Regions from separate parts of the Anser cygnoides genome. Here region 1 is linked to region 2. Evidence: chromatin contacts called from public Hi-C data. All regions are on one chromosome and are shown on one strand. The core of a region is the stretch at or near the end of the contact, and the rest is flanking DNA. Distances in the headings are between cores, read along the strand shown. Region 1 overlaps GNG7 (G protein subunit gamma 7). Region 2 overlaps GNG7 (G protein subunit gamma 7).

Region 1 (3,383 bases), core at 581-3,080, 37 kb after region 2:
TGCTGCACTCAGGAAAAAATTCAATAGCTCATTCAGCTGTTAAGCTACTGATGCAGGAAGTGTAAAAGAAAAATGGAGCCTGCTTTGTTCTGCCCAGACAAGGAGTAAATGCCATCGCCCTAACAGCCTTTTTCTGTTCCAAAAAAGCATGAGGTCATCTCCAGAAGCAGGAACCGCCGGGCGGCTTTGCGCTGGGTTACCAGCGCCGGGCTCCCCTCGTCCCAGGGCAGGCAGGAGCGCTCCTCCTGCTGCTCCCAGCTCGGGGGGGTGGGTTTGGGGAGCAGCCCCAGGGAGCCTTCGGGCAGCTTCTGAGCTGCCCCCGGGCCGTTGTGTGCCCACCCGTGGGTGTGCTGGGGGACCGGGTCCTGCAGGGGGGCTGCAGGGGCTGCATGGAAGCGTGGGCGCTGCTGCCTCGCTTTTCCTGCTGAAGCTGAGTGGTTCAGGGCGATGCTCCTTGATTTGGGGGCGCAGAGCCGTTCGTTAGCTGCTTGAGTACTCGGTGCATCCCTTCCAGCTTGTTTCTCAGACAGATCCTGGACGTCGAGTCCCGCTGAGGGAATCTTCCCGTGTCGCACTCTCGAGCGCCGTGCGTTAAATGCCCCGGGTTGTGCCGTGCCTGCAGCCCCGCAAGCCTCTCCTCTGCTGCTGCCCTGTGCTCTGTGTGCACGGTGGGCTGCCCTCAGGCCACCAGGCGCTATAAAACCCGCATCGCTGTGGCGCAGATGGCTCTCTGCACCTCTTTGGGGCTGCGGGGTTGCTGCCACCGCTCAGCGACACGGGGACCCTTCACAGCGCGTGCGCACACGTGCGCTTCGCTGCAGCAAAACGCCGCTGGAGCTCGTGGGCATTTCTCCGAAAGCTTTGGTTTTTGGTCAAACCACACTCCAGGAGCACGTTCTCTGCCCCTGAGCATCTCTCCGGCTCCCTTCCTCAGCAGGGGCTTGCAGCCCACCCCGGTAGCTTGTCCCCCCGGCTCCTGGTGGGGAGGATGCCCAGAGGACGCCCAGCCAAGCCCGGCTACGGGCACAGGAGCTGCTGGAGGCGCTGGGCATCGGGAGGCGCGTTCTTCAGATGCTTCTCCTCGGGGACTTCCATCGCCAGCGACCTCGCAGCTGTTTTTATCTGGAGGGGGGAGACAAGAGCAGCATAACTGCAGCAGTTACTCAGATGTTCGCCTGCTTATTTAGCCTGTTAGGAGTGGCCGCTTCCAGCTATGAGAAGTATGGGAAGAATTCCGAAACGAGAGGGATCAGTGCATATTTATTTCCTAGCGTAATACTTCCTGCCATTAGGCCGGAGAGGCGGCGGGTGGGAGCGTGCAGGTGGCACCGGCTGCATAAAAGAGAAAGGGCTTTGCTCGAGTGGCGCGCTGTGCGCGGCGTAAACGATGAACAGCGCCGGGTGTCAGCCTGGCGGGGCGGCCCGGCACGTCTCGCAGCTCCAAGGCATGTTGCGGCAAGCCTGGCCGCTCGGCACGCTGCGGTTGTGCCGCCTCCACGGGCGGCAGTTTCGCCCTCGTCCCCCCGAGCCCCGGCGGGATATTTCGGGGCAGGGCGATGCGGGGCCGGTGGTCCCCGCGGTGCCCTCGCCAGGACGGAGCGGGGTCCAGGCTGAGCCTTCCCACGCCGGGAGGCGGAGGAGAGGACCGAGGGGGGCAAAACCCTGCGTGGAGCCCGGCCGGGAGGCTCAGCTGGAGGCGGCCGCTGCGCCGGGAGCTGCTGCTGAGTCACGGCTCCTCCACGGGCGGCTGCTGCACGCGGCTGACTCAGGGGCTGCGATGGCTCCGCGGGGCTGTTTGCACTGCAGCAGCCAAAATCGCGCTGCCTTCGTGATCCGCCTGGTACACGGCGAGCCAGCTGATGCAAAAACGCCTCCCGTGCCCGCCTGCATTGACGTCAGGGGGCTGCGCGGAGCCGGTGCTGGGGGGGGCAGGCACAGGGCAGCCCCGCGTGAATGCCCTCCGAGCGCCCACCGCGGTGGAAGCGGCAGGGTACTGGCAGTACCAGAAGCACCCTGCTTGTAAACGGTGCAAACCCTTTTTGCTGAAAACGTGAGGAATGCGGACGTGAGGCCTCTGCTTCTGTCACTCGTGCTGGGATCCTTTCAGTTCTTCTGTTTAATAACGAAACCCGACCTCCTGGGGCATGCCGTGATTTTCCCTCGAGGCAAAGTCTGAGCTGGTGCTGGGCACCGCTAGGAGCGTCCCCGCGTGCTTTCGGTTCGTAACACGCACAGCAGTTTGAAACAGCAAATCCTGATCTTCCCAGAACTTGTCCTGACTTCACTGCTGGGACTCTGTCCTCCGCTGCTCTTCCCAAAAATAGGCAGAAGCTCATGGGGCGCTTGCGCCGCAGCCAACTCGTAACTCGGGACTCGGTTGCTTCATTCCCGGGGCTGCTCTGTCCCTTGCCGTGCTCCCGGCTGGCTCCCTGCCTGCGTGCTGCAAGACCTCGAAACCTTTCATCGCTGCCTCTCGTCGGCCTAGACCTTGAAACGCCACTGGATAGCAGCGTGGCAATGTTCGCGCGTTCTCCTGATTTTCACCTCCCCCTGTAGGTCCTTGCGGCGTTTCGCTCGCCGCAGCGGCGGTTTTCCTGCGCCGCCCTAGAGCCGTGGAGGTGCGGAGCCTCGCTGCAGCTCCCTGAGTGCCTCCACAGCCCGGGTTCAGCCCTGCGGCGAGCCCGGACAGAGGAGCAGGGAAGCGGGAAGGCAGCCGGCGTGTCGCAAGGACCGCGGTGACTTGGGCCCCGCTGGAATTGCTTACACAGCCTGAACAACTCCTGAGTTAACGCTGCGCTAAGGCAATGGAGGGGTGTCCGAAAACGCGGCTGTGCTCCCCGGGCAGCGCTGCCCTTCCCGGGAGTGCTGCACTGGAGCCGGGGCAGGCGGGTTGGCCACGGGGGCAGAAGGTGCCCGGCAGCAGAGGGGCACGGGAGGATTGATCTCCTGCTGAGCGCTCTCCGTCGGCCTGACGCAGCCAAACCCGTGGCGTTACCGCTCTGCGGAGTCACAACGAGTGCTGGGAGGGGAGAAGCCTGCCCCGGGCAGGTGCTGCTGCTCTCTGCGGCCGTGCAGAAACACCGAAGCGTCCTCCCCTCTTGCAGGAAGGAAGCCGGGGTGTGTGCGTGTGTTTATCTGCCGCCGGGCGATGTGATGGGGGCAGGAGGACGTGCACGAGACCTGGCTGTCCCCACCGTCCCGTGCTTCCCCTGCAGGCACCCCCCTGTCCTTCTCCAGGCGCAGATTTATTGAAAACATGAAGCTCGGAAGGGGGGTGCCCTCGCTGTGTCCCGCGTGTCACCCCGATCTGCACCACGTGCACCTTACTCCAGCACGCTTCGGCCTGGCTTCTTTCCAAACGCCTTACACGGCCGTCTGCCCGA
Region 2 (3,159 bases), core at 304-2,803:
CCTGGGCTGAGCACCTTTACCCCAAGTAACGCGTTCCTTTCCCTCTAACTTCACCGAGACGTCGGTCCTGGGGGAACCTGAAGCGCCGCTGTGGGTCTGCAACCTGCTTGCCCGGGCGAGACGCGCCGCGCCGCGTGGCAGGTGCCGACCTCGTGCGATTGCAGCGTGGCTGTGAATCACGGTCCCGTGCCGGTGCTGCTCGGTGCCCCTTGGTTACCCGCCGGTCAGCGGTACCTGCCTGGAATGCTTTAGTTTGGCCCATGGGTACGGCATGTAACAGTTCCCAAGTTCCTCGACGAGGGGATCAGTCAGACGCCTCGGAAGGAGCCTTTGGCCATTTGGCAGCTTCTGATTTTCCATGAGCTGTTCCGCGTTGCCCAACCGTGCTGCACGGGGGCGCGGGCACCAACACGGCGCTGGCACCAACACGGCGCGGGCACGCCGCTCTCACCAGGGCAGGGCTCGGCGGCTGTTCTGCACCAACAGCCTGCCGGTGGCTCTGGGCTTCCTAAAACCCGCGTCTCTTCACTGAACGAGCAGGCTGGAGCTAAGGAGCCGAAAGTCACAGCCAGCGCAAATGCAGTTTTCTCTTATTCTCACGTTGGAATCCCAAATCGTGTTATCGGGAACATTGCATGTTGACCTTTATTTGCAGAGGTGACTGGGCTGGTGCCTCGTTCACCTTGTGCATGCAGTGTCTTTGATTTTTACCCTCTGTCACATATTCAAGCGTTCTTTAAAAGTCGTAAAGACTGCTCATACAGCAGGCTCTTCCTGCAGAAAGACTCCGTGAGTCTCGTGTCGCGTGTTCCCTCTAATCTTTTCATAGCACTCTTTATTAGTGGCAGTAGGAATAGCTGACAGCATCGGCCGCCTGCCTGCTCTGCGATCCGCCGGATCTTGGAGCGTCCGAAGGAAGGAAAGCGAGTTCCTCCTGCCGGGGAGCTGGAAGATGGTGGTGGAAAGGCTCTGCAGCGACTGCCTCCCACGGGGTTCCTGGCACCGCAGGCTTGCTGGTGGGCTGGAAGGGATGATCTGTCTTCCCTCCAGCTTTGCACCGGCTTTGAGGGAACGTTGGCAGCTGCAGGCTTTGCCTCGGGAGATGCCTTGCATTACCAACTGTTGCCGCTTCCAGGCAGTTCGGAAAGGAATTCCCCTCCTTGCTGCTCCCACCCACTGCAAGGTATCTTTGATAGCGCTGGCACTTGTGGTGCAAGCAGCTCGCCTGCGTGCAGGGCGGGCGTGAGCAAGGGATCCTGGCCCAAAACGTAAACAGGGCATGGGTCAAGAAGGACCAAAACCGACAAGTGTTCTTTCCCCAGACCTGTTGGTGTGACGAATGCCTGCGACAGGTTTCTAACGAGGATGGCAGAGCCCCTCTGACTCTCGCACGGCGATGTTCAGGTCCTTTGTTCGGGCAAGCGCTGCCGTGCAATATCCGCTCGAAGGAAATTGCAGCCTGCTTATCGCCTGCGTAGGAAATGGTACAAGTGGGAGATAGGGGAGTGCCTGCCGCGCGGCTGGCTGTGCCCCGGGAGCTGTGCGCTGAGCAGCGAACGCCGTACGCGGCGTACCGGGGGCCGGCTGACTTACTGGAGACCTTTGGCCAGCTGGGAAGTCGCTGGCCGGTGCCGCCAGATGAATGAAAGCCAGAGCTGGTCCTGCCAGTTCACCTTCTTGGCTCCGGCGGTCTTGTTTTCGATGTCAGTAAGCAGGAGCGTGTGGTCACGCTTCGCTCAGCTGGGTCACGCTGCGGGATATCGTGTTCTGTACCTTTGCACTGGGAGAAGCATGTAAGGAAGGAGGGGGCAGAGTTTATTCCAGCACGCTGAGGTCAGGCTTGTTTTCCCTCTCTGAGCAAGAACAGACCAGCCCCTGGAGTCAGCTTCTGCAAGCCTGTAAACAAAAGGCTCATTTCTGCGGAAAGCCGAAGATGGTGTTGTGTTCCTCTGGAAAGTTTTCTTGGCCTGCTTTTTTTCCCTGCTGCGAACTGTGCCCGGTGCATTAACCTTCGGTTCAAAGGTCTGCGCAGGGGGAAACGCTGCTGCAGTTCATCAGGCCGAGCTCGGGGGTGTCTGCAGGGCTGGCACCGACTGCAGAACGGCCGAGGGGGACGAGTGGGTGACCCCCGGGAGGCTTTGCGAGGGCCACGGGGCAGTGCTGCAGAGATGAGAGGGGCTCTCTGGGGTGGGGAGGTTCAATGTCAGAACCGCAGGTGCCTCGCAGGGGGTTGCTGCCCTCACCCCTTGTTCCTCTGGGAGCTGCTCAGGGCCTGCCCTCGACAGCAGTCCCGAACGGCAGCGCTCGCAGAAAACCCCAACAGCGCTTAAAATGGTGACCGGTTGCAAGAGGGATCTGAAACGCTGCGGCGGCTGCTGTGACAGCGCTGAGCTGGACGTGGCCGCCCAGGGATCCCCGCGCTGCTTTTAAAACAGGAGGAAAGAAAGGGCAGTCAGAAAGGCAGGTGCATCGACAAAGTTCAAGGGGGAGCAGTGCAAATAATGGTGTTTGTAACGTCATTTCAGGCGTTCGCTTAGGTAGGTGTAGCTTCAAGACTTCATTTAGTATAGATGAGGGTTCTCTTTTATTTCCCCCCCCCCCCCCGTCAAACTGGTGTGAGTTATTCGGCCGTGCTGTGACTCTCAAAGGAGAAAATCCCCGTACTGGGTGTTGCCTCTTGTGATTGCTGTCAGCAGAGCTCAGTTTAGTCAAAAGGTAGGTTTGGGTTTTGGGTGGCTCCTCTTTGGCCGCGGCTTCGAGCTCTCCCCTGCAGCTCGGAGGCGGCAGCTGATTCCCGCAGCAGCTCGGCATTTATCACCTCTTCGAGAGCACCAGAGACACTTGAACAACTGCACATACTTCACGGGGCCAAGCTGCTTGCTATTTCAATCTGTTTGCAATTTAGAAGCAGTAATTATTTTTTCATGCTGTAAAATCACGTATAGCTGGAAGAGCTGGGAGGCAGCGAGCGGGGGCTACAGCTGAGCGCTGGCGCCGTGCAGCCCGTGATTTACGGGGGCAAGTTCATCTCTCAGAGCAATTAGCAGGAGGCAGCAGGCTATGGGGAAAGCAGCCTTCCGTACAAAAGGCACGTCATCCTCTGTGGAGAGGGCTGAAGAGGCTGTTTGCTTGTTGATGGCTGAAATTCCTCCAGGCTGC

Evidence for each region. Hi-C and Micro-C count contacts between places; a contact is called where the count stands out from the background.
Region 1: a Hi-C map of liver shows a contact between it and region 2, with 11 times the contacts expected there. The contact joins two enhancer-like sites. A contact is called at or near these places in 3 of 7 Hi-C or Micro-C datasets (all in liver).

What each region holds. Positions count from the first base shown.
Region 1 is chr27:1,168,276-1,171,658 of Taihu_goose_T2T_genome, forward strand. The region is part of intron 2 of GNG7 (G protein subunit gamma 7); the gene reads left to right. Among named protein-coding and RNA genes, the nearest start is that of GADD45B, 19 kb to the right of the region's middle. Within about 2 kb of position 1,831, at least 1 of the 3 cell types and tissues checked has open chromatin away from gene starts, as enhancers often do. A contact at or near this core is called in liver, where this site is marked.
Region 2 is chr27:1,131,323-1,134,481 of Taihu_goose_T2T_genome, forward strand. All of the region lies in intron 2 of GNG7 (G protein subunit gamma 7), which reads left to right. Among named protein-coding and RNA genes, the nearest start is that of GNG7, 19 kb to the left of the region's middle. Within about 2 kb of position 1,554, at least 2 of the 3 cell types and tissues checked have open chromatin away from gene starts, as enhancers often do. A contact at or near this core is called in liver, where this site is marked.